Regions from separate parts of the Mus musculus genome. Here all the other regions are linked to region 3. Evidence: chromatin contacts called from public promoter capture Hi-C data. All regions are on one chromosome and are shown on one strand. The core of a region is the stretch at or near the end of the contact, and the rest is flanking DNA. Distances in the headings are between cores, read along the strand shown.

What was found. Promoter capture Hi-C pulls out the DNA fragments that hold promoters and counts their contacts.
Region 1: a contact with region 3 is called in a promoter capture Hi-C map of embryonic stem cells, with 2.2 times the contacts expected there. The contact joins the promoter of Plekhg6 here to the promoter of Parp11 in region 3. A contact is called at or near these places in 4 of 39 promoter capture datasets (the 3T3-L1 cell line, the C10 cell line, embryonic stem cells and 1 more).
Region 2: a contact with region 3 is called in a promoter capture Hi-C map of liver, with 4 times the contacts expected there. The contact joins the promoter of Tnfrsf1a here to the promoter of Parp11 in region 3. A contact is called at or near these places in 2 of 39 promoter capture datasets (hippocampal neurons and liver).
Region 4: a contact with region 3 is called in a promoter capture Hi-C map of hippocampal neurons, with 4 times the contacts expected there. The contact joins the promoter of Ltbr here to the promoter of Parp11 in region 3. A contact is called at or near these places in 3 of 39 promoter capture datasets (the 3T3-L1 cell line, hippocampal neurons and liver) and 1 of 9 other capture datasets (macrophages).
Region 5: a contact with region 3 is called in a promoter capture Hi-C map of liver, with 4 times the contacts expected there. The contact joins the promoter of Gabarapl1 here to the promoter of Parp11 in region 3. A contact is called at or near these places in 3 of 39 promoter capture datasets (liver and pre-B cells) and 1 of 484 Hi-C or Micro-C datasets (uterus).
Region 6: a promoter capture Hi-C map of hippocampal neurons shows a contact between it and region 3, with 6 times the contacts expected there. The contact joins the promoter of Vamp1 here to the promoter of Parp11 in region 3. A contact is called at or near these places in 2 of 39 promoter capture datasets (hippocampal neurons and pre-B cells).

Annotation. Positions count from the first base shown.
Region 1 is chr6:125,378,981-125,383,386 of GRCm38.p6, forward strand. Plekhg6 (pleckstrin homology domain containing, family G (with RhoGef domain) member 6) reads right to left here and starts at 1,524. Exons shown (of 17, transcript NM_198604.2): 1 at 1,370-1,524; 2 at 775-996.
Region 2 is chr6:125,347,213-125,351,062 of GRCm38.p6, forward strand. Tnfrsf1a (tumor necrosis factor receptor superfamily, member 1a) reads left to right here and starts at 2,511. Exons shown (of 10, transcript NM_011609.4): 1 at 2,511-2,850. The coding sequence starts at 2,812.
Region 3 is chr6:127,452,293-127,456,243 of GRCm38.p6, forward strand. Parp11 (poly (ADP-ribose) polymerase family, member 11) reads left to right here and starts at 1,335. Exons shown (of 9, transcript NM_181402.4): 1 at 1,335-1,530.
Region 4 is chr6:125,310,820-125,315,169 of GRCm38.p6, forward strand. It overlaps Ltbr (lymphotoxin B receptor), which reads right to left and starts at 3,066. Exons shown (of 10, transcript NM_010736.4): 1 at 2,771-3,066; 2 at 2,571-2,667; 3 at 2,175-2,300; 4 at 1,933-2,091; 5 at 1,451-1,547; 6 at 1,224-1,303. The coding sequence starts at 2,866. It also overlaps a transcript of Scnn1a not described here.
Region 5 is chr6:129,530,053-129,534,503 of GRCm38.p6, forward strand. Gabarapl1 (gamma-aminobutyric acid (GABA) A receptor-associated protein-like 1) reads left to right here and starts at 3,140. Exons shown (of 4, transcript NM_020590.4): 1 at 3,140-3,484. The coding sequence starts at 3,395. 1700101I11Rik (RIKEN cDNA 1700101I11 gene) reads right to left here and starts at 3,232. Exons shown (of 2, transcript NR_045270.2): 1 at 3,186-3,232; 2 at 1,895-2,890.
Region 6 is chr6:125,212,897-125,217,340 of GRCm38.p6, forward strand. It overlaps Vamp1 (vesicle-associated membrane protein 1), which reads left to right and starts at 2,685. Exons shown (of 5, transcript NM_009496.3): 1 at 2,685-2,831. The coding sequence starts at 2,830.

The DNA.
Region 1 (4,406 bases), core at 274-2,773, 2.1 Mb before region 3:
ACAAGAGGACAGAGTGGGGAAGAAGAGGGCCAGATGGTGGGGGGTGTGTGCTATCTATAAGCTAGTAGGGGGAGGGCAGGGCCAGGTGCATGCTGGGTAGGAACATCTGCTTTATACTTAGGATACATTCACACTTCAGCCTCAGAGGATGCTGTAGTCTCAAGAGCAGCTGGGAGCAAGGGTCACAGAAATCTCTAGCACTCTAGATAGCCCCAGGTAGAAGGCGGTCTCTTGTACCTAGATGTCTCCTTTCCTGTATTACCTTTGTCAACACTGCACAAACACCATGAACTGGGACAGGTAAAGCTGACTAGAGACAGACAAGTGGGTTTCTCATGTTGGAACAGACTATGGGTTAAGAACGGCTTTTATTTTATTTTCTGATTTGAGATAGGAGGACCTCTTAATATAGCCCAGGCTGACACACAGTGTAACCCAGTCTAGGCTACCTTCCAACTCTGCATCCCCCTGCCTCAGTTTCTAGAGTGCTATGATCACAGATGTATTCTATCATGCTTTGCAACGTTTACATTTTTAAATAATGGGGGGGGGCAAAAAAGGAAAAATAATATTTGGGGAAAGAGAACAATACACCCAGTTCACACTCCATGAGTTACAGCTAGTTTTATCACGGTTCAGCCAGCCAGCCACCCTTACTGGTCGGCTGGCCATCCTTGGCTGCTTTTCAGTTAGTCGCAACTGAGACTCAATAGACAAGAGACTCTACAATATAGCTTTTCTGTCCCTTTACTGAGAAGTCTGTACATGCCTTACCTGGAAACCCCACACGTCCACGTACAATCTGGCGAAGTCAGGAGAGCTGTCAGACAGGGTCTGGAGGGATGCCCCTAGTTGAGGCAGCCCGCTGGTCTCCCACTAAGCTCCTTTCCTGGCCGCCGAGGGCACCACCAGGGATAGAGCTGGAAGTCAGATGCAGGACTCCACCCCTCCTTTCTAAGCCTGGATGGAAGACCCATCCCTTGCAGTGGGCAGGGCCTGAAGGGAAGAGGCCCTTAATGGGAACTGGACTCAAGAACCCTATACAGGGGTTGGTTTCCCACCAACTGGGCTCTAGAAACCTCCCATTTCTCTCTCCTAGCTTACTCTGACTTACTCGCAGAGGAGATTGTTCATTGTGTCTCCCGCCCCGGGACAACAACAGTCCAGCCCCCGAAGGCAGTCCCCCGCCCCTCCTTCTCCCTCCCCCTTACTATCTCTCCCCACGTCCACCTTTTCTATCTTTTCCCAGGCCCAGCTTTTCTCCCTCCCTCGTACCCAGCCTCCTTCCCTCCTCCTTCTGAGGCCCCGCGACCCTGTCCCAGATCCCCGGTTCCCTGGCCGCCCGGCACTCGCCCTCCCAAGTGCTCACCTGTGAGCGCAGGTGTCCGAGCTTCCGCTGTCCTTGACGTCCGCTGGATACTGTGGAAATCTGGGTCGTTGTCAGCTTCCTTGGCGATGGCAGCCCCACTGTCCCAGCCTGGGACTAGGACCGAGCGGCCCGCGGGACCAGGCAGCACGGGGCCGGGAAGGGAGGTGAAGGTGGAGGCAGAGGGGCGGGACGTGGGCTGGCACCTCCCCCTCCCTGCGGGCCTTGCAGCGTCGCGGTCCTGGTCACCCGGACAGAGAGGGTAGGGAGCCGGACTCTCCGTACACCAACCCCAGACCAGGAGTGCTCACTTCTCGGTGCGCACCTTTCCCTTTCTTTTGCACCTGAACTAACCAGCAATCTGTCACCTGGTCGGGGCCAGGGGCTGGAACCTTGTGCCACCCGCAGGCCACCAGCGTGTCCTCCCTTCCCGGCCAGACCCCTGCCAGGCGCCAGGGTAATGAGGGATAAATGAAAGGTTGGGCGCCGCTATGCGGAGGCGGTGAGGTAATGACCAAGCGACCTGTGGCAGGTACACATCCCTTGTTTGCACCAGGCCCCTCTTGCCTGTCCTAGACCGTTACCCTGAAAGGGAGCCAGCCTAGCATCAGGAAGGGCGGAGGCCCAAGGATTCTCAGCCCCATGGCTGTCCTCTGGCCATGGAGTCCAAAGTGTAGCCCTTATCTCCAGTGAACCTGCTGGCCTGCCCTGGCAACAGGGAGGAAGGTTCTGTGGACTTTGTGTCTTATTGAGGGAGGCATCAGGGGCCAAGCTTAGACCATACCCAACACTACTCTCATTACTTAAGCCTGGAGGGAGGGGGCATACCAGGGGAGGGTACCCTCCCACCGGACTGCACTTGGGCCAGTGTGGCCTTCCCAAGGGCTACACAGACTGAACAGTTTCTCCGAAGTGGTACAGCACTGGCTGGGCGTGATGTGAAAGGCATCCCCGCCCCCCCGCCCCCACATTCCCAAGTCCTGTCGTCTGGTCTGAGGGAAGAACTGAGAGTTATATCATCCCATGGATGTGTGATCCAGAGGTGGAAGTCTCGGTGGGGGGGGGGGGGAGGGGGCGGGGAGATGGGCAGGTCTGAGGTCCACTTTGGGATCTTCCTTCCGCCAATGGACTAGACTGGGTCTGGTGCAACCTCTTACCACACAAAGCATCCCGAAGTACACAAAACCCTTTCAGAAGTGTCTCCCTGTGTTCAGAGGAAAAACAAAACAAAACAAAACAAAAACAAAACAAAACAAAAACAAAACAAAACAAAACAAAAACACCTCTAATTCTCACCCTCTCCCATGGCTCCTTTCAGCCTGGAGAGGCATCTTTGCCATCGGTTGCTTGAATGTGTGTTCCTGTTCCCAGTCACAGATTTGTCCTTCAGTGTACTTTTTTAGAATATGATGTTGTGAGGTCTCAGTGTTACAGAGGAGCTGTCCTGACCTGTGGTTGCCTCCATCCTGCCTTCTGCCCCCCCAGGTGTGTGTGTAGGGGGGGGAGCGGAGAAGGAGTTGGATGAGAACCATGTTTGTCAAGAATGCAGGTTTTGCCTGTTCCTAGCATTCACACTGTGGGGGGCCAGGAGAAGAGGAAGACATATCCAGGGATGATGAGTAGCCATGAGAGAGAGAGAGAGAGTTAATGAACCAGTTGGTGCTGATTACTGGCCATATTAAATGACACCCCAAAGACACTGGTGCTGAGGACTTCTCCTCCCACTGATTCTCAGACAAAGGTGGAAGGAGGAGAAAGAGGGAAATTGGAATTGAGAAGGTAGGAGAGAAATCCTGGACTTACATGCCCCTGGAGTGAGCTTCTGATGTCTCCCATAGACCCAGGCAGAGTTAACCCTTTCCATTCCCTCAGGGCTGAGGTCCCACCTCCACCTCCCAGTACCCTGGGGCCTGTATCAAGTCTCCCTGGGAGGAGAGGTTCCCAGACAAAGCTAAAGACAGAGGTGTGGCCAGCTGCAGGTGTGTGGGCAGGTGGACTCGCAGGCTCTCTTGGTCCATTCCTTCCTTCTATTCTGGCTCTGTCCAGCTGTCCTCTCTACAACTGCCCCTTCCACCGAGCTCTCCCGTGCTGTGGAGGACAGACTCCTGGGGCGGGCTGAGAAGGAAACACAAGCAGAGGAACTGCGTAGTCTCCTGAAGATGAGGAGTTTGCCAGAGGCTGGGACTCTGCCGGGAGGGGTGGGGAGTCACTGGTCAGGACAGAGGGGACCCCCTGGATACCTCTTTTCCTTTTCTGCTTCCTTAGAAGTTCCTGGTAGCCATAACAAGGATCACACTCCTTGACCCACTGTGCCTCAGTTTCCTCTGTGGGCCAGATGTTCTTCATCAGGCCCCCGCTTGACCCTACAGCTGATAGGTGTCCTAGGATCTGAGATTGGAGAATCGAAAGGCTCTGTCTGGAAAGTAACTTTGGGGCCAGGTGGCACTTGTGGGGTTGGCATAAAGCTCCAAGAGGTGGGAGGGTACAGAAGATGAGCCTGATCCCTAAGTCTGACCCAGTCCACATCTCTGGGGAGAGGCAGGCCACCTATGTCAATGAGGTACTGGAAGTTCCTAGCAACAGGAGGCAGCCAATGGGAGCTATGTCTTTGCTGAAGAGTTGGGGACAGACTGGGGACGTGAGCAGGAGGTGGCAGATCACGGAAGACAATGCATACAAGGCCACTGGGTCTAGCTGCTGGTGCCTCACATCAGCCTTGGGCTCCAGTTCTCCCTGCCTTCCTTCCTCCTGGCCACCTGTGCAAGGTCTAAGGAATCTAGAGACAAATGAGAGAATGCCGGACAGAGGCAGGGAATTCCAGACCTGTGGAGAGACAGACAGATAGATAAAACATTGTAAAGGTAGATATAGACGTGATGGATGGGAAACCACAAGCACATGTTAGAGGGTCCAGTTCTTACATAGGGCAGGCAAGGAAGGTTTCCTGGAGGAATTGAGCTCTGCACTGAGACCATGCTGCTGAGCGCAAAGGGTTCTGCTGCTGGGGCTGCAGAGAGGACACTTCTGGAACAAAGAATGG
Region 2 (3,850 bases), core at 1,261-3,760, 2.1 Mb before region 3:
TAGAGACTGAGGGATGCTGGGAAAACCTGTAAGCCAGGTCTGCTTTTGTATGCAAAATATGCATCTCAGGGCCTGGCAGTGGTGGCTCACGCCTTTAATTCTAGCACTTGAGAGGGAAAGACTGGCAGATTTCTGAGTTCGAGGCCAGCCTGGTCTACAGAGTGAATTCCAGAACAGCCAGAGAAACCATGTCTCGAATAAACAAAACAAAACAAAAAAACCAACCAACCAAACAAACAAACAAACAACACAAGGCACCTCAGTCCCTTGTCCCAGGTCTGGAAACCAAACACCATCTTTTCAGTTATTTTTTATTTTAAGATTTACTATTTTTATTTTATACGTATGGCTCTTTGCCTGCATGCATCTCTGTATACCACATGCATACCTGAGGCCAGGAGAGGGTGTCTGATCCCTTGGAACTGGAATTAGTGACAATTATAAGCTGCTATGTGGGTGCTGGGAACCCAACCCTGAACCTTTGCAAGAGCAACAAGTACTTTTAACTACTGAGCCATCTCTCCGGCCGATGCCTTTTCTACTCTTACTCTTACTCATATCTCCTCTGTAAAACTAGCTGGCTTTTCATGTCCTCAAATTCACCTGCTTTTACGGTCTTAAACCGAGTTTTATGGAGCATGCTAGTACCCTGTTGTCTCAAAGCTTCAAAGGTGCTAAGAAAAATCAGCGTTTATCCTAAGCCCTGAAGGAAAGTCCCCTTTTGTTCCAACTTCTAAGTAATAATGGCTTTGGCAGTTTGCACAGATAGACCATTAAAAGTTCCTTGTAATATTAAGCATGGGACCTTGAAGAGTTGTTAATTATTATTTTCAAATTATTGATATTGTAGGATTCTTAACATGTGGCAAACACTTCTAATATTAATATGAATCTTACCACCAAACTAGCCTTGAGAAATGTGCTAGTGTGTTTTGTGTCTATTTGTGTGTGTGTGTGTGTATGTGTGTGTGTGTGTGTGTGTGTGTGTGTGCTGGGGATAAACTTAAGGCCTCATCTATGCTGGGGAAGCCCCACCTCCACCCCCGACCACATACCCACACACACCATTTCTTTTTCCTGGCTTGCTCCCATTGAAAACTGGCCAGTCTGATAGAGGGGGGTGAGCTTCCAGCAGCAGGGACACCTCCAGCTGGTCTTCCGCTCTGCCTTCAGGGTCACAGAGGAGAGGAGACAGCAGGGTTAGGATACTGGAGGTTGGAAGTCAGGGTAGCTCACAGGGAGAAGGGCCAGGAGCTCTGGTTCCAAGTCCCCAAGCCCTATGCCCCTATTCCTGGGTTTTCCCTCCAAGTCTCAAAGTCTCAGCTGCTTTTAAAGGACCGCAGGTTGGTTGAACTGGCATGCATAAAGAAGGTCATTGAGTCTCAAGGGCACTCGAGTGAATAGTGTCCGGGTGTTACAGGGTTCCATTGCACTGAAGACCTGCCCAAATGGGGATGGCAGGAGGCAGCCATCCCTAGTAAGGGATGCTATCAGAAGGTAAGGTCTTACTCAAAAGGACAGAGAGAACTGTGGGCCTTGCAGTAGGAGCTCGGCTGGCATCCTGATTCTCCGAGATCAGCCTCCCAGTGTGCAGAGTCCCGTGGCTTTTTCCTCACCCCTAAAGCTACAGACTGTGGTATAACTATCTTTGAGGTCAGTCCCAACGGATGCATCAGGATATCTAGAGCTGGGTGTGGTGGTGCACACCTGTAGTCTCAGCAGGTAGGAGGTGGGAGGATGAGAAGTACAAGGCCAGCCTCAGCTAGACAGTGAGTTTGAGGCCAGCCGGCTTGGGCTAAATGAAACCCTATTTCACACAGGTTGGAAAGGGGGCCCTGGGAGCCCTTTACAGAAGCCTGAATTCTCATGGCTTCTCTTTGCTATGTCAGGGCAGGCACTTTTCACTCCAAATTAACAACTGGGGAGACAACCAAGGCTTAGGAGAGGGTGCTGCCTGACACCCCCTCACCCGTGCCCCACCGTTGGTGACCGAGCCATGGTGGGCAGCTGAGGGACTTGTCTGGAAGACACAGATGAGAGTCAGTGGGAGTGACCTTGGGTCAGGACCCAGGCAGGGTAGAAAAGAACATTTGATTTCCCTCCCGGTTTGGGCTGACTGGGTAAACGTCCAAGAAAGTGCGATTAGAGGGAACTCAGAGGGAGGGAGAGCGCGAAGCAAAGGAGTTCTCGGCGGGCGAGCATCAGATATTGCCCTCCCCCTAATAACTCCCGCCTGCCGTCCCGTGAGATAGGTGGGCTGGCTTCCTTCCGTGAAATTGACAACAGGCTTAGAGGGGTTAGTCCACCGGTCTAAGCTCACCCACTTCAAAAGCAAAGGAGTCCGAACTGGAATTCTGTGGACTCTCAAGCTCTTAAGTGGTGTTAAGTGGGTTTGGGGCGCCAAGCTACGGGACCCGGGCTACAAAGCGTTAAAGAACCTTGGCCCTCTCCTCACTCCTCCTAGTTCCCTCCCTCCTCCTCCCTCGCCTCTCCCCAGGCTCTTCCGGTCCCGCTCTTGCAACACCACCCCCGCCACTCTCCCTTCCCCTCCTACCTTCTCTCTCCCCTCAGCTTAAATTTTCTCCGAGTTTTCCGAACTCTGGCTCATGATCGGGCCTACTGGGTGCGAGGTCCTGGAGGACCGTACCCTGATCTCTATCTGCCTCTGACTTTCAGCTTCTCGAACTCGAGGCCCAGGCTGCCATCGCCCGGGCCACCTGGTCCGATCATCTTACTTCATTCACGAGCGTTGTCAATTGCTGCCCTGTCCCCAGCCCCAATGGGGGAGTGAGAGGCCACTGCCGGCCGGACATGGGTCTCCCCACCGTGCCTGGCCTGCTGCTGTCACTGGTGAGATGGGAGACTGGAGGGGAGGGTGGGTTGCTAGCGAGGCGCCGGGCAGGAGTGGGCTTGTACTAGGGGTAGAGATGGGGGCAGGGGCTTCTGTGCTTTAGTTTGACGCCAGGTTTGCTGTGCCTCACCTGGGGCTGCCCTGAGATGTGGAAGGGAGAAATCTGAGAGGGAGAGAATCTGGCAAGCCAAGCTGGCAAGCCTGGGCCCCTGACAGTCAAGGTCCTGGCCCGTGTTGGGCTGTGGTCAGGCCAGCTGCTCGGCCAGTGGAGTTAGACGGAGAAGCCTTCTTTCTCTGGCCGAGGTTGAACAGCGTGGGGCAGGGTGTTGGAAGACTGGGTGCTAGGAGAACCGCTTTGGCGGGACGAGTTTGGGAAAGCGTGCTTGGGAGTGGACCCGAAACTGGACAAAGCTGGGCAGCCTTCCGGTCCCAGACTTCTCCCTGAGACAGCCTCTGACCTTCTGCCGCCTCCATTTCTGCTTCCAGACAAGAGGTCCCTCCTGGCGTGACCCTCCTTAAGTAGCTAATACCTCTTTATCTAGGCCATGTATCCTCCTGCTCCCTCCCCACAGACCCAAAAGTCAGTCTCACGGTTTCCAATTCCACAGTTCCAATTGGGGAAGTTGGTAGCAGCTTGTTTTCGTCACTGGAAAATGTACTTTTCTCTGGCCTCGGCCTAGTGTTCATGTTCTCTTGATTTCTGTGTGTCCATAATTATTCTGTGTAGATCCTGGGGGCTCCCTGGCTGTCTGGGTGGGCTGTACCATCGGCGCAGTGTTCTCTGGGTCCTGCCTCTCCCTGGCCCAGCGTTATCCCTGAGACCTGCCTTTTTCTCCCTCCCCTTTCACTCCTCATTCTCTTCTGGTCAGTCTCCAGAGCCTCCTTGCGGGGGTGGGGTGGGGGGGTGGGGGTGGCTCCTTTGTGTCTATTCCCTTCCCTTTCTCTACACACCATTCTAAAGCAGTGGTCCTAGAACCCTGCCTGGGTGTCACCTCCCTT
Region 3 (3,951 bases), core at 85-2,584:
AGCATGTGTGAGGTTCTGGGTTCATATACCCAGCCCAGCCCGACTCCCGACACATGGCCTGAAATACAGGAAGAAGTGTGTTCTGGATGAGAACTCATTATTTTGAAAAAAACTGAAAAAGAAAATTAGGAGATATTTCTTATCAAAGAGCAAGTACATTAGGAATCTATACATTATAATAGCATGGCAAAGCATAGGAATAAGCAGAGGATTAGCAGATAAGAATATTCAGGAATATATGTATATATGCATATGCATGCAAATTTAGCAAATGTACTTCAAAGTAGTAAGAAAAAATAATTATGCTATGCAATAAGTATTTGGGCAACTGGTTAACCATTTGGCAACAATTTTTAGAATTTCTTATTGAACAGTATCATTTCTAAGAATTCGTTCCAAAGAGGTTAATGAATGTCTGAACAAAAATAGTGATTATAGTAATTTTTGTTACATAGTAACTTGTGTCTCTCACAGTAGATTATTTAAGATATGTGTGTAACATGTAAACTATGGAATGCTATAGTCTGAAGAAATAGATTCATACACATGGGAATGGAAAAATATATTAAAATGTAAAAAACAATCAGGTTCTGAATCTGTGGTCATTCTTTGACCTATTTTTAAAAATACACCTATAGTCTCACACTACTTCTTTGCCTTTAAGAATATTCTTCCATCGTACCTCTTTTGTGACCGGTGTAAGAACCTATTTGAGGCCTTAGCATTCAAGGCACTCAGGTAAACCTGCTTGGAAACCTCCATATTTGCCATGCTGTCTAAAATTTCACGTTTTTACATTCTTGCGTTTCCAAATTACTTTTTGCTTTCTTCTGTCGATTCTAAAATCCACGAGGACAGGGACAACATATTGGTCAGTGTTCACGTCCAAGCCCAGTGACACGTGGCCAATAGCTCCCTTTATTTATTTATTATTTTCTAGATTGCAAACACCTAAGCACCTGATTTCAGCAAGCTCATTTACACCCTCAGGTAGAACTATCATCACCTCCAATTCGAGGATGTTGCAAACAACAAAGAGGTTTGAAGCTTTAACCTTTAAGCCATTGGTCGAGTTGTGCTTCTCAGGCCTAGTACTTGGTTGGCCACTAAACTCGGTATAAGGTGATCTTTAATAAACGTAGGTTCTGCATGGAGGAAACGCAGCCTGCCACGCTTGACGATCACGTGGTGGGTATGATGGCCGGCTTCAAACAGCTTTACCACACAGGTAAAGGCGGCCCGCGACAGCACGCGCGGAAGTTCCAAGGGCGCCATAGAGGCGGAGCGAGTTTGCGGTGGGCGGGACCGCCACTGATTGGCTGGATCCAGGCGGAAGTCGGGAGGTTCGATGGTCCGAAGACGCCAGCTTGTGACGGGGAGGGGGAGAAGGAAGGCTTCCGTAAAGGGTGCCTTTCGGTCCTTTCGCTCCTGGGGACCCTCGGAAAAAGCCCACCATATCGACCCCACGGCTAGCCCCTCCCCCAGGCTCTCTCCGCTCGATTTCGCACCGTTATGTGGGAAGCGAATCCGGTGAGTAGCCGGCGGGACGGGGCGGGCCCAGTGGGCGGGGTTGCCTGAGAAGGGCGGGGAGGCGTTCCCGGGAACTCGCCCCCGCGGTGCCTCAGGCTGGGGGTTTGCGTTCCGGGGTCGTGGCTGTCCCGCTTCGCGGGGGCCTCCTGCGGGCCGTGGACTCGCAGCTTTGAGCCGTGGGAGCGTTCGGTGGCCGCTTCTACGCTGTTGCTTTCCTTTCCCGATTGTTGATTTTACTTCCGGGGGCTTCTCTGTCTTCGCTTTTTTCCCTCATTTTATATTTTGTATTCTGCTTTCCAGTTGAAGTTACTGGCTTTCGAACCTGCTAGTTCCTTTCGACCCCCGCACCCTCGTTGCTCCTTCTTTTTGGAGCTACAGAGCATGGAGGATCCTCTATATGAGTTTCAGGGGATGACGTTCTTAAATGTTTTCTTTCCGTGGTTAGAACAATGATCTGGAATCCTTTGTTTGCCTTCAGTAGGTCTTATGTCTGCAGGCATTTTTTTTTAATACTTGCTTTCATTCATTGGTTCGTTCGTTCATTCATTCGTTCGTTCATTCAAACTCCTACCCGCCATGAATGAGGATTCAGATCTATTTGTCAAGAGTATTCAGATCTTGTTATGGGAATGTAATAGTGAGAAAAATGTACGCTGAACTTAAAACTTCGGGGTCGATGGGCAGAATCGCATTTCAAGAAATTTGTGGACTTAGTTTGTGAAACTACCTCAGAAGCTGAGCTAACCATTAATTTGACTTCAATAACCCTCTAAGTCAATACTTGAAGTAACCCTTTTGCTTTCCCTCACAAAACCAGTAACCTACTTCCTACTTAAGTGTATTATCAGTTAAGTCTATCAGTAAATTTTCCCACGTCTGAAAGTTAGTACCTGATTAGAAATGAGCCCATGAATTGGGATTCAGTCCACATTGTAGTTCCATTCCATCCCATTCCATCATGACAGTTACCAGATAGTTTTGATTCATACACTAATACTGTCATCAGATCAGGGCAGAGGAAAGTATACGTTTGGATGTGATTTTAGCAAAATTGGGATAGCTGTTCATACATACACGCTGTTCACTGTTAACTATTAAGTGTCATCAGTATCCATCTCTTACATGTCAATATGGAGTTGGTTTTTACCAGCCGCCCCGCCCCTTTGTGTTGATTTCCCCACAACATACGTCAGCAGTGTATATATTCTGTTCAAGGTCACGTACTTCAAATCCTCTGAGTTGTGTGTTCAACTAGAGAACAGCTCCTGTTGCACAAGAAATGCTTGTTGAATTCTTGACAGTGACTGGCACAGGAATGCACTAAGGGTTCTGTGCTCACTCTGTACCTCTTTCCTTCAGGATCACACTTCTATCTGTATTGTTGGGCCATTTATACCCTGGTGAGAATTACAAAGGATCTAGTGAGGGTTTCATGTGTTTGGTTTATTATAAAAACCATTTTCTTGGGGAAAAAAAGGGGGGGTGGGAGGGAGCACTCTTCTGTGAAATCATAGGTAAGACTTTTAAGTTTTGCTAAGCAAGCTGACTTTTGTTATTACTAATGAACACACAGCCTTGTGTTTTCTGTGCTCTGGCCCATCCTCATATGGCTGAGTTCTGTTGGTATTGTTTTTCTTTATTTTGGTTTTGGCCTTGATTGTTTACCTTTTCTTCTCCTGTGAGCACCAGAATGTTGTCAATAAACACAGCTTAGTTTTTGAAAAAAATATCTCATATGTTTATGGGTGTTTTGATTGCCTGTATGTTTGGGTACCACATCCATGCAGTGCCCTCGGATGCCAGAAGAGGGCATTACATTCCCTGGCATTGGAGTTAGCTGCCATGTGGGTGGTGGGACTCAAACCCTGGTCTTCTGGAAGACCTTAACCATGGAACTGTCTCTCCAGCCCCCACAGCTTAGTTTTGATTTGACTTTCTTTATTTTTTTTTTAATAAACTTGGCATTCGTGGCGTTCACTAATAATTTGTGAGTTTCTTTTGATGGACGGGGCACCTGCAAAGCTTGTCTAGCTCTGCCCAAGGAATAAAATTGCCATCGTAAGCCATGAACATCTGGGAGAATTTAAAATCCAAGTAGAAAAGCAAAGCAAACCCTAAGCACTGTGTACAGTGCCAGGTACAGAGAAAGTGCTTCCAAGACCAAAGAGGGAGGGGTTGTCATAGTTACTGTTTTATTGCTGTGAGGAGACACCATGACCAAGGCAGCTCTTACAAAAGGAAGCAATTACTTGGGGACTTGCTTACAGTTTCAGAGGTTTAATCCATTATCATCGTGGTAGGAAACATGATAGCATGCAGGCAGGTGCTGGAGAAGTAGCTGAGAGTTTTAAATCCTGATCTGTAGGGAGGGAAAAAGGGAGGGAGAGAGACAGAGACAGAGGGAGAAAGACCAAGAGACCA
Region 4 (4,350 bases), core at 1,816-4,315, 2.1 Mb before region 3:
TTCAGTGGGGGAATTTTAGCTGAATTTTCATTCATTCCCTCTTTCTCTCCTCCTTCTCTCAGAGACAGGGTCTTATGCAGCCCAGCCTGGGTCCTGGCTACACCTCCCAAATGTAGGGGTGACAGGCGTGTGCTTCCACAACTGGTGTGAAGGCTTAGGACATTTTATAGCTTGTGTACCTTATAAATGAGCCCCAAGTAAGGAAGACCTAGATATAGACAGTAATAACGTGATTTACACACACACACATACAGACACACACACACACACACACACATACACAAACACACACACATATACACACATACATACACACACATACACACACACATACATACACACACACACACACACACACACACACACACACACACACGTGATCTCCAGCAAGTCATTTAACATCTCAGCTTTCTCCCCCCATCAGTGAGAATGAATAATCCCAGTTTATAGAATCATTAGGCAGCTTAAGTGGAATCACTGAGAGGTTCAGAGTTGTTCTCAGGATGTGGAAGCTATAATTACAAAAGTCTGGTCACTCAAAAATGTTACTACATTCTGCCAATTAGTAGCGATTAGAGTCATCAGAAGAACTTATAGTCAACCACCAGGCTGGGAAACTAGTGGGTTTCCTCGAAGACAGAAACCAAGAAACAAGAAAACCTAGAAAGAGCCCAGTGGGGGAGCATGTCTCCAACAGATGTGTGTAAGTGAACAACGAGGTATTCAATTAGTGAAGGAAGGCTATGACGGAATCGCATCCAAGCATAGTGATGAAGCCGGTTAGAATTACGTCACAGCACAGGAATGTTTCCTGGCATAATATGTATAATTTTGAAAGTGTAAGAAAAGAGTCTAGGGATGTTCTAATCTCCAGGCCCTCTATGGAGACAGGCTCACTCTGTAGCCAAGGCTAGCCTCAAACTCTTGATTCTTCTGCCGCAGCCTTTCAAGCGCTGGGGATTACAAGGGTGCACCACCACACCTGCCTTTCCAAGTTTTCGTTTTTTTTCTTTTGGTCCAAACTCAGGGTCTTATGTATCCCAAGCAAGCGTTCTAACCATGGAACTACACGCTACCTCCTTCTGATTTCTTCAGAAGAAATGTTTCTGACTTTGTCTAACCCTGGGAAGAAAGATGCACTGTTCCCTGTTTCTGTGGATGAGGGGGGCTGAGGCATCTTCCCAGACCGACCCTGCCTTGTGTTCCTCAGCCCGGTGTCTTACCTGGCTCTGGGGGATTTTTACAGATGGTATCCGAGTAGGAGGTACCTGGAGCTGCCTCCACCAGGCCCTGGATCTCACATCTGTGGAGAAACAAGACTGTGAGCTTCTCCCTGCTCCCCTTGGTGACTGGCTCCAGGAACACATGGTCGGGATGGCCGGAAGTCAAGGATGGAGGAGATGACAACCCTTGGGTTTCCTGGAGGTGAGTGGGGGAAGGGCCCTCTCACCTGGTATGGGGTTGACAGCGGGCTCGAGGGGAGGAAGTGTTCTGGAAGTGTCCCGGCTTACAGGGGACACAGTTGACGTCAGTATCCATAATTTCATCTGGCAAAAGAAAGGCAGGCCAGTGGGGGTGAGTGGGTAAGTGTGAGGACTCGGTGGCCTTCCTTTACGTCCCCTCTTTGCCAACCATTCTGCTCTGTAGTTGCTACCTTTCCCAAGCTTGGCTTTGCAGCCTGCCGTTTTGCCCAAGCTTCCCCAGGGCTGACAGGAGGGAGCTACCTTCTAAGCTCCTCATACCAGTTCATGTCTTGGCAGACCCCCTCCTGTGAGCCTTTTTCAAGGACTGATAGATTCTTTATGGTTCTCCCAGTGGGCAGAGGTACCACACTCACAGTACCAGTGGGGAGAAGCACCATGCGCACAGTATCACGTTCCTTGCCCTTGATGCCCAGCCTCCCTTTACTGGCTGCCCTCAGTGACCTCTGACCTGTGACCTCGGCTTCTGTGCCAGGCTGGCAGAGTACAAGCCGCTCCTCCTCACAGTGCACACACTCATTGTCCAGATACACACAGGACATCCCCGGCTGACAGCGGCACTCGGCTTTCCGATCGCTGGTGCAAGGGGCAACCTCCTCAAAGCCCAGCACTGTCAGGGAGAGGGAAGAGTCAGAGAGGAGCTGGCCCTCCCAGTCGTACCCATCATGCAGATCCAGATGAGTCCCCACTTACCAATGTCACAGGGGCGGCACAGCTGGCAGGTGGAGAGATGGTTCCAGTGTTCATTATAGGAATTATGGGGGCAAGTCTTGCAAACCGTGTCTTGGCTGCGGCTGCATACCGCAAAGACAAACTCGCCTATGAGGCGAATGGGGAAAGAGGGTTATCAGGAGACAAGAAGTCCATCTCTGCGTCCGCTGCCTCTGCTTGCTGCATGCCTCGGAGCCTCTCCTTGGTCTCTTTGTCCCCATCCTGTCTTCATGGCTACATGCCGCTACCTCTTCAAATCTCAGTGTCCGTGGGACAATGCTAATGCTTCGTAGACTCTCCTTCCTGGCTAGTTTTAGCAGTGCTGGCTCATTCTGGCTCACCTCTACCACCCAAGCCACTTGGAGCCACTGTTCTCACCTGGGGGACAGCGGGAGCAGCAGACGTCGTGCATGGGCTCGTAGTATTCCTTGTCCTGGTCCCAGCAAGTCTGGTTTTCTATGCGATAAGGGGGCACCTTCCAGAGGAGGCGGAGAAAGAGAAGAATGAGGCAGGGTCAGCTCTGGAGGGCAGAAGGGCTAGAGAGAAACCTGGTCCATCCCACCTAGCCCCTCCCTCACCAGCTGGGGCTGAGAGGCCACCAGAAGCCCGCTGAGTCCCAGCAGGAGTGGCCCCCAGGCCAGGCCGCAGGGAGAGGAGGCCCGGGGCAGGCGCATGGCGGCCTTTCGGCTCGGCTGACCAGACCGGGTGGAGTCCTAGGAGGAAGGTGGGAAGCCCGGACGTCCTGAGCAGCGTTGGCCACGACTTCCCAAGCCTGGCGGCTGGGCCGACGTGCCCCCGGGGGCCGGGAGCGGCCGGGCCTGGCCTCCAGGGCTCCAGCGCCGGGCTCAGGAAGTGGGAGTGGAGCGAGCCGGCCGGGGGCGGGGGCAGGGAGCCCTGGGAGCAGAGGCCGGCCTGTCGCAATCGCGACGGGGGGGGGGAAGAGGAACAGGCTTGGCCGCCTCGACGCAGGGCGGGAGGGGGTGGCCGGGAAAGCACGTGAGAGCTGCAGGCCCGGAACCCGGCCTCCACCTTTCTTCGGAAGCCTGGCTCTCAGAGGGGATTGCGGATTAGGATCGCTTGCTGGCCGAAAGGGGGGCAGCAGAGACAGTGGCTAGCCATCAGTCAGGCCCACCTCCGAGAGCCCGAGGCAGAGCTGACTTGGTTGACCTGCCGTGGACGTTGAGGCAGAGAGCTGTGGACAGCTGGGTGTCAGATTTGCAAAGAGGAGGCGCCAGGGATTGACAGTGCACCCAGCCAGGATACCCAGAGGTGGTTAGCAGATGCAGCCAGCGTCTGGCCAGGCATCCCACTTGGCAGAGACTGAGGGCCTGCTCCACTCTGTGACTTTTTAAAAAGAAGCTTCCACAGTAACAAGCCCACCCACGCCACACACCAGGGCGCACACCACAAGACACTGGAGAGAGTTCAGCTGGCCCTGAATCTGTCCTCTCCTCTGGGACCTCTCTCACGGAAGGGTGGGCGTGTGTAAACCCAGGTCCTGGTGAGTGGGGGCTTCTGGGCTGGGGCTGGGTAGCCTAGTTCCAGCGTGTGTGCACATAAGCCTATAACTCTCTTAAACCGAGGGACCTGAGAGCCCAGCCAGTGTAGGTACCTTACTTTCTAGAGAAGACCTGCCCAGGGTGCCAGGCAGCGGTGCACAGGGTTCCAAGATCGTTAAGCCTGGTGGGCCTTTTCTTCCTGCCATTAATAGCCCAGAGCTGCTGGAAGTATGTGACACCCCTTTTTCCCACGTCTACTGATTCCCAACCCCCCCCCCCAGCCCCCTTCACACACACACCCCTCTAAATTTCTATTAAGAAAACAGCCATGGAGCCCCCAAGGAACCCTAATGTCTGCCCTGTGCTCCTTACTAGGCTATTGGCTGGCCCGTGGCCTGGTTTGGCTATTTAGTCTAGGCTCACGGAGTCTAGCATGATCTGGCTTATGCCACTGGCCAGGTACATATTCGTTGTGTAAATGAAGGCTGTCCACACCGCTTAGCCACTCTGGAAGAACTTAACTGCAGTCCAGATCTGATTTTCAGATCCCAGCCCATGGCAACATCTGTCCTGCCTCCCTTGTGACTCGGGGGTGGGGGGTGGGGTTGGACTCTCATTTGGAATGAGGGAAAGCCTTCTCTTGCAATAGCTCACCTGAG
Region 5 (4,451 bases), core at 1,890-4,389, 2.1 Mb after region 3:
GAAGAGAATTAAACTATGGTCACTGTTTAATAATTCAACTTCATTCCTAAGGAATTGGACTTTCTTCCAAAGACTACAACAGGCTGACAGCTGGACAGAAGTGAAGGGATATGACATTGTGACACTGTGAAAACTCATGTTAATACATTTATTTTGGCACTTATAACCCTCTTTGCTCTACCCATAGTGATAAAAACAAGACTGAACACCATTAGGAGTGGGTGAGAATAAAAATGGTGGCTTTAAAGCACATTCATGAGTCTTTAACAACTCTCCTGTACTGAGATACTGTCCTGAATCTAAGCAGAACTGTGTTTAAAACAATGAAGCTGAAGCTGTCACCTCCTGGTGCTTAACTTGTTAGCTGGAGAGAGCTCAATTCACTGTACCCAGGAAGGAGACTTTAGGGTCATGAAAGGTTCCTGGCACAGGAATCAACCAGTCTCAGTCAGATGATCTTTGGTATTTGTTTTGTAGGTAGCCATTTACTTAAAAATTAACCAAACAATACAAAACAAAAAACTTCTTTTTAAAAGTTCAAGCTGAACAAGTTAAGTTTTCTGATGTTTGTTAGTAAATTATGTCTAGTTACAACCAGGTCAATACTCTAATTCTGGCTTTTATTCATTGACTTATATATAATAGTAGAAATTATAAATAGAAGAAACAGCCGGGCGGTGGTGGCGCACGCCTTTAATCCCAGCACTCGGGAGGCAGAGGCAGGTGGATTTCCGAGTTCGAGGCCAGCCTGGTCTACAAAGTGAGTTCCAGGACAGCCAGGACTACACAGAGAAACCCTGTCTCAAAAAAAAAAAAAAAAAAAAAAAAAAAAAAAAAAATAAATAAATAAATAAATAGAAGAAACAAAACAACTTCATATTCAGTTCCAAATCCTAATGACTGGGGAAAATGATGAGCTGTGTTTTAAGAGGCATAGAACACTGGGTATAAACTCTAGGAAGAATTACCTAATTGGGGAGGTACTGATAATTTTAAGATGCATTGTGGTGGTTGACATGACGGCAGAGGTAAAGTGCAGTTTACTTCCCAGAAGGAAGAAGACACCTGGAGCAGGGGCATATTGCTTGTCTTGTACTACTCTGAAATCTTCTCCATTACTGATATGCATAAAAAAACCAAAGAGATCCAATCTTAAAAATTACAACAGTACAAGAAACATTTGATGTGGCTATATGAGAAAATGTGGTCCTTTTAAAACTGCCCTTTGTATGGTTGAAGAAAGCAACTTAAAAGGTTTTTTTTTTTATCTGATTGTTAGTTTATAAATGTACCTGTGTACAACATTTTAAAGAACCTTCTGAGAATCAATAGTAAAATTGTGAAAATAGATACATTTTGTATTTTAATATGACTTATTTTTATTTTATTTGTGTGGGGGTTCTGCCTATATGTATGTATGTGCACCACGGACATGCAGTAACGTAGTAGAGGTCAGAGAGGGTATTAGGTCCCCTGAAACTGGAGTTACAGATACTCCTGAGCTGTCATGTGGGAGTTGGAAATCAAACCCTGGTCCTCTAGTAGAGCAGTCAGTGTTCTTAACCACTGAACCATTCTCCAGCTCCCAATACATTTTGCATTCTAATGTAAACGACTAGCATTTTAAAAATCCTAAGAGCTGATTAACCAACATTTCATCTTTAAATTTTCATGTACTGCATACATTTTCAGTGGACTGAAGAACTGCCCTTCAACTAGCTGAGACTGTACATCTATAAAAAAAAAAAACAAAACAACAACAACAAAAAAACAAACCTGAAGGTTACTCAGAAAACAACACTATTACCATTTTCATCCCAGATCTGTCTCAACTGGTTGTAAAATTTCTTCTGAAAGACTTAATTGTATTTGGGTCAAGGGTAAAATGAGTAGCTGGGTATTAAACTATTTTTAATTTGAAAATAAAAACAACAATAAATAAATACAACAATATTATATACCAATTCATTTGTCTTCATATGTAAGAAAGATTACCAGGAGAAAACCAAGAAGTGGGCTATGTATTTCATGTTCTTGTTTTGCCAGTTAAATTCAGTTCACTTTATTTTGCCCATATTTTATAACCATATCACTAAGTCATGTACATAAAATCAGGCAACAGGGCTGCTTGCCTGGTACCACTTAGTAGTCATTTTATTTTCACAGCACAAAGCATCCTTGAACTTTATCTCCGATGTTCCCAAGATATAGGTCTGGAGTTACTGCCAGTAGAATCAGAAGGGTGACCCCGCATCCAAAGAGTCTTAAGATGGAAACCCGGTATGTCAGAGGGGCCTGGGCTGACTCTCTCTATACTATTGAGGGTCTTCCACCAGCATGCCAGTCAGAGCTTTTGGTGCCCAATAAGGCCTTTTCATCAGGACAACTACCCTACAGGTGATACCCACCCCAGAGCAAAGTATTGTTGGGGAAACATAGACACCTAAATGATTTGACCTCTGTATTTTCAAGAACTCAACAACCATGCTTCTGGGTGAACCTTATAAAATGAATGGATTCATCTCTCCTTGAACGTGAGTGAAGCCTGGTGTTCATCGCTGGCATCGCTTCTTCTAACCTTGATGACTTCATGTTCTTCACCCTTACACTTCTTCAAATCCATGAGTCATGCTCTGTTTATGTTGTCTCAGAACCAATTCTAGCACAGATCCAAACATAAGGACACCAGTCAGAAGGAGGAGTTGGGGCAGAGAAGGCAGGCCAGTCGTGGGTGCCAGGCAAAGGTCAAAATGCAAGCACAGGACATTTCAGCCCGGGCTACAAATCTCGTGACGCCTGGCACTTTTCCAACTCCAGACTCCTGATTCCATTGCTCTGGAAACAGCTGGATTTTCTTCCTCTGTGTTTGTTTTGGGCATCAAACAAGAAACTTGAAGGGGAGGGAAGACGACATTTGTTAGAGCATTCTTTGAATTAACAAATTACCTTTAATATCAATCCTCAAAAATAAAAACCCGACTACATGATTTTTGCGTTTCGATGGAGTGGTTTAGGAAAAGCTTGGGTGAAAAGAAGATACACAAATAAACAAAGCTTCTGTCCACCCGGATCCAGCAGGTCCTTAGCGCCGGGGGCGGAGCGGGGGTGGGGCGTCGTGATGTCACAGCACCGCCCTGGTGTTTTTGTGTTTCCAGCTCTTGGGAAAAGCCACCCTATTTCTTTACCTGGTGGTCCTTTACCTTCAGGCCGCGAGATCTCCAGGTCCTTCTCTGGACGTTTAGCCACGTAGTGCGGCGACTGGCGCGTGGGAGCTGACGCGGGTGGAGCGATTGTGATAAGGCTGACATTGACTGGGGGTGGCCAGACGCGAGACGCAGTCATCAGCGCGCGCAGCAGGCCCCGTCCGGGGAGCCCCTACATCCTGAGGTCCATCATGAAGTTCCAGTATAAGGAGGACCACCCCTTCGAGTATCGGAAAAAGGAAGGTGAAAAGATTAGGAAGAAATACCCGGACCGGGTGCCGGTGAGTGGGGGCGGGGAGGGAGAAGGCAAGCTTGAGGAGTTTGGGAGCTGGTTGCCCTGGAGCTACCGAGGTAGCCTGGCGATGGCGGGTGGCCCTGGCACAGGAGGGTCATCGGAATCAAGTATTCTTGACCGGCTTTGACAAGCTTGTATCCCCAGGGCCTGTAGCCACTTTTGGCATCTCGAAAGCGCAGCGTGCGCGTGGTGGGTGAGTCAGCAGGATTCAGCACCCATGGAGGTTGGGATGTGCGCGTGGCGAGGCCTGTGTGTGCGGGGGCGACTGGTTGGGGGCCGCAGATAGGATATGCTATAGAAAAACGCGTCCCAACCCTGTAGCAGCAGGTGAGATGAGCCTTGTGCCCATCCATGTCTGCTCAATTGGTTCTCCATGAAAACGAGTCTCCTTCCCATTTCCTTGAGCGTAGGAGGAAAAACTCGAGAAGCCCCTAGATTCTGACCTGCGTTTTTTTTTTTTTTTTTTTTTTAGAATTGGGGGTGGGGTGGGGTGAGGGGCTTCACCAGGCGGGCCCTCAAACAAGGTCATGCCTGCCTCCACCTCATTATTGTCTCCTGGGCCATGTGTGGAAAAAGAAGGTCCGTGCTCTGCACTGTGATAGGTGGGTGGGCTCTTGGATCTCAAGAACCAGTACTGAGAACCGTTTCCTCCATTAATTATACCCCGATTTAAGCAGCTAATACCTAGTTCATGCAGTGGGGAGAAAAATACTAAGGGAGTCTTCAGCATCCGGGTGTTTTCCACTTTACCCCCTCCCCCGCCCACTTGCCTTTTTTTTTTTCCTCCTCTTTTGAAGGCTGCGCAGCAGAATTGGAAGCAAAGGATGACATCGCTTTTAAATATGGTGGATAGAGGACCAGGGACTTTAAAAAATCGTTCTCTTTATTTGTACAGGCAATGATGTTATATTAGGTTGGCGTTCCTCTAACTTTGAAGGGTAAAAGAGCTGTGC
Region 6 (4,444 bases), core at 1,435-3,934, 2.2 Mb before region 3:
ATGCCAGACCACTTGGAGATTCTTGCCAGGATGATTTTAGGAAGAAAAGATGCTAAGGCTCTCAGAAGTGAATAAAACAAGGATTTCAGGCAAAGTATTAAAAACACAGTTCAAGGTTATGAATTCAAATATTTAAAAGGACAAAGAGAGCTTCAGCAGCCACCTAGTTTGTAAATAATTTCAATTGAAGAGCATGCGGGGGCCAGTACTTTAAAAACTCCCTTAGTTGCCAATATAGGGATTCCAACTTTATGTAGGGGCTTTCTGTTAGGGATTGAACTTTGAGTAAGACCATCATGCTGTTTCCTATGCTATGCTGCTACCCCACGAGGCCACCACGCTCAAGAGCAATGCTCAGCTGCCTCTCCAGATGTCAGCTTTCACTTGTTTGACCTTTAGTCCATGTTTTCTTTCTCATCAGCTCATGAACATACTTTTAAAATTCCTATTCAGTGTCATCCCAGCACTTGGCGGGGGCTGGGGGGGCTGAGGTGGGAATACGGCAGAAAACCAAACCAAGTCATACCTGCCATGAGGCAAAATGATCTAAAAGCGGGCAGCAGTAATGCCCACATTTAATCCCAGCACTCAGGAGGCAGAGGCAGGCGGATCTCTGAGTATGAAGTCAGCCTGCTTTACAAAGCGAGTTCCAGAACACCCAGGACTACACAGAGAAACCGTGTCTTGAAATCCAAAATCAAAACCAAAATCATCAATTGTAAAGTGCAACAGAATAAAAAACAGGGCAGGGGTCAGATCTAAAGTAACAAGTTTAGAGAAGAAAAATAGCCGTGAATGGCATTTGTGGTAATTAGGTAGGTACCCGGTAACAAGACTGGACACAGGCTTGAATCTAGAATTGTCCCCCCTTTTCCGTTCCGTCTTTCTTTTGCCATTTGGCAGAAATTTTGCTGTAGCTTAGTCAGGCTCTACCCACACTGTATTTGTCATACCTGCTCATGAACATCAAAATGTCACAACTTGCAGAATGAATGCCAGGCCCTTGAAAGGAAGTTCCAGAGGGAGAAAAGGAGTATGTCCTGTCCAGTAATGAAATGCTGCATGCATCTCCAAAGACGTAAACGCTTGCACACAGGACACCAACATGTGGACATCTGAGTGAAACACATGATTGCCTGAGAGTTAGTCTCTGGGGGATGGGGATGGAGCTCAGTTGGCAGAGTGAATGCCTAGCATGCAAAAGGAACAGAGTACGCTGACCAGCGCTGCAGAAAACTGGGCATGGTGGTAAACTTCTGCAGTCCTAGCATTCAGGAGGCAGAAGTAGGAGGACCAGAATTTCAAGGTCATTCTTGACTACATTTCATGTTTGAAGCCAGCCTGGACTACACAAGCCTCTGTTTCTGCTGGGAAAAGAGTCTCTGAACGTCAAGTTGTAACTGTCCTATTAATGTTACTATGTTCTCTTTCCTTTTGCATGGATGCCTAAGATATAAACATTTACACTGCATCCAAAACCTAAGCTTCCACTAAATGTAAAATAAGAATTCTAAGGCTAGGAAAACGCAACCACAGCTATAGATTCCTTTAAAGCTGTGAAGCATAAAATAATGTTGAATTTTACAACTGATGTCTAGGAAAGGGATTCTACTGGAAGAGAGAAGAAACGTCTTTAAGTATTGAGAAGGAAAAATTGATTCTACTTAGATTTTGGAGGAGGAGTAAAGAGGAAAGGGCTGGGGCTGGAGAGAGATGGCTCAGTGGTGGAGGGAGCATATTGCTTTTGCAGAGGGTTTGGTTCCCAGCACTCACATATACTCAAAACCATCTAGGGAATAACCCTCCTCTGGCCTCCAAGGGCACCCAAGCATGCATAGATGCAGGCAGAAACTTGTACCATAATATATATATACATATGTGTGTGTGTGTGTATATATATATATATATATATATATATATATATATATATACACACACACACATACATACGCATAATGTGTGTGTATATATATATACATATATGTGTGTATATATATATATATACACACATATATATGTGTGTGTGTATCTATATATCTGTATATATGTATATATCTATATCTATCTATCTATCTATCTATCTATCTATCTATCTATCTATCTATCTATAGAGAGAGGTCTCAAAAAACAAAACAAAGCATAAACATAAAATAGGGAAGTCTACTTTAGTTCAGGTTTCTGGGCTGGGTTAACTAAGTCGCTGTGTTAACAGGTTTAGGGATGAAGTTCGTGATAGGGAAGAGAAGAATGAAGAATGTGGGTTTTATGGTCTCAGGCAGGGATGGTGACGGGGTGGTCCTGTGGCCAAGGACTTCATGAATATGCATTCACTGCTGAACCTCGCAGCCAGTTGGATTCCAGCGTCTAAGTCACTTGGGTTTCCTTCTGCCAGGTGCTGTGGGCGGGAGCGGTAAGAATGACAGCAGTCTCCAGCTCAGCGATTGGCTGGTAGGCACCATAAAAGGTCTAACTCAGCGGCGGAGACAGAGTTTGAGCTGGACTTTAAGCAAGCCACTTTTGTATTGGTCAGTGAAGAAATAGAAATAAGAGGACAATGGTAATTGCTGTAGTTGTGGGGGCGGGACTAGCAGGCCATTTCTCACGAGGATTGGACCTGGAGGTTTTGACATCATCCGAGAGGCGTGGTCATGTCTAATAAAGCCGAGAGCCGGCCCTGCACCTGCAGTAAGTTCCACCGCAGTTAGAGTTCCGGGTGTTTCGTGTGAGGCGGCGCTCGACAGTTCCGTCTGCTTCAGCCGCAGTGTCTCCCTGCCCGTCTCGTTGCATTCTCCAGAGAGGGGACGGACCTCCACTTCCTCTTTCAGAAAAATGTGAGTTGACTCTGCTCTAGGGTCCTCGACACCTCTTTACCGACTCTCCCCCGCAGTGTCCGACTCTGCGGGACGGGAAATGGCGCATTGCAGCAGCTGCGGCGACGCCGGGAACCACCAGCTCGCGCCGCCCCCAGACCGGGCCACCCCGGACTGCGGGCAGCGCTCCATCCCGCACCAACTGCAGCTGGCACTCCATGGCAGGGCGAGGGCGCGGGGGTCCCACGTACACCGCACCCTCCCCTCTTGTCTTTGTATCGTGGAACCCCAAAGGGGAAAAAGTGGGGGAGGTATAGATTCAGACAGGAAACTCGGAGACCCTTTCTTGTTTGACAGACTCTTAAAGCCTCTGGGAAGACTTATAGGTGTTCCTGTCCATTCTTGACTTGGAGTGCCCGCAGTCTCTGCGTTATGCATGCCCCTCACCCAGAGTGTGATGTACCTGCCTCATGGCTGTGAGCAAAGCTGCAGAAACTTAACTTGCTAGTTCTGTGGCGCCTTGCGAGTAGCTCAGAAAGTCTCAGGGGACAGTGGTATGAAATCTTAATGCAGCTGTTTATGCTAAGGCGATTTCCAGTGATCAAGTCCTAGCCAAATAAATATTGGAGGAGAAATAGGGAGAACAGTGAATTCTTCATTTTATCCAAAACACATAGTTTAGCCTTTAGCTCTTTTTGGCATCATCCCCTTCTGTGGCCAGATAAATTAAGAACTTCCCTTTAGGATCACATACACACAATGAAGAATTTTCTTTCTTTTCATTTATTATCTGAATCTCTTGCCTGGTGCTAGATTTATTTGTGTTTGTTCCCTCTTCCTCTCTCTCTCCCTCTTCCTCTCTCTCTCCCTCTTCCTCGCTCTCTCTATCCCCCTTCTTTGTTTGGCTTTTCCATATAGGGTTTCTCTGTGTACCCCTGGCTGTCTCAGAATTCCCTCTATAGACAAGGCTGGCCTTGAACTCAGAGATCCACCTGCCCCTGGCTTCCAAGTGCTGGGATTAAAGGTGTGCACCACTACACTCTGCTTGTGTTGCCTCTATTGGCAAAAGGGGGGCAGGATTTTGTATTACATAAGGGTTATAACTCCCTGAATAGGTTAGGGTGGAGTGTTTCTACCTGCCACAAATAGTAAATAAAGTGAGTTCTCCAAAGCTTCACAGCCATTTTATCCGTTCTCTGCATTAACATTCTGTGCAGTTTTTACAAGCCCATAGATCTAGATGTTTAGGGGAGGGGAGGGGTCCTTCTTAGTTGACTGGCTGCAGGTAGTTTCATGTGTGATGTTTGGAAGGAGGTTGAGAAAGCATGGTGGCTAGCAGGGAATCACGAGGTCTCTGACCTTAATCTTGTCATTGGTGCCACCATCCTGGACACCTTCCAACACTAGCTGCTACCAACTCATTGAAATCCCTCCCTCTGGTCTAGAACTAGATTGCTTAGCTAGCTCAGTAGCAGTGCAGATCCTGTGGCTCCCATGGCTTTGCAGATTCCTCTATGTTTAGGAAGGAAATGGGAAAGCGGCCCTTTAAGTGGAAGAAGCTGGTGTAATCTGCTAATAGAGTCTTTCTGAGGGGCTTCTACATCTTGATCTTAGCCAAAAGGCCGAGAAGCGGT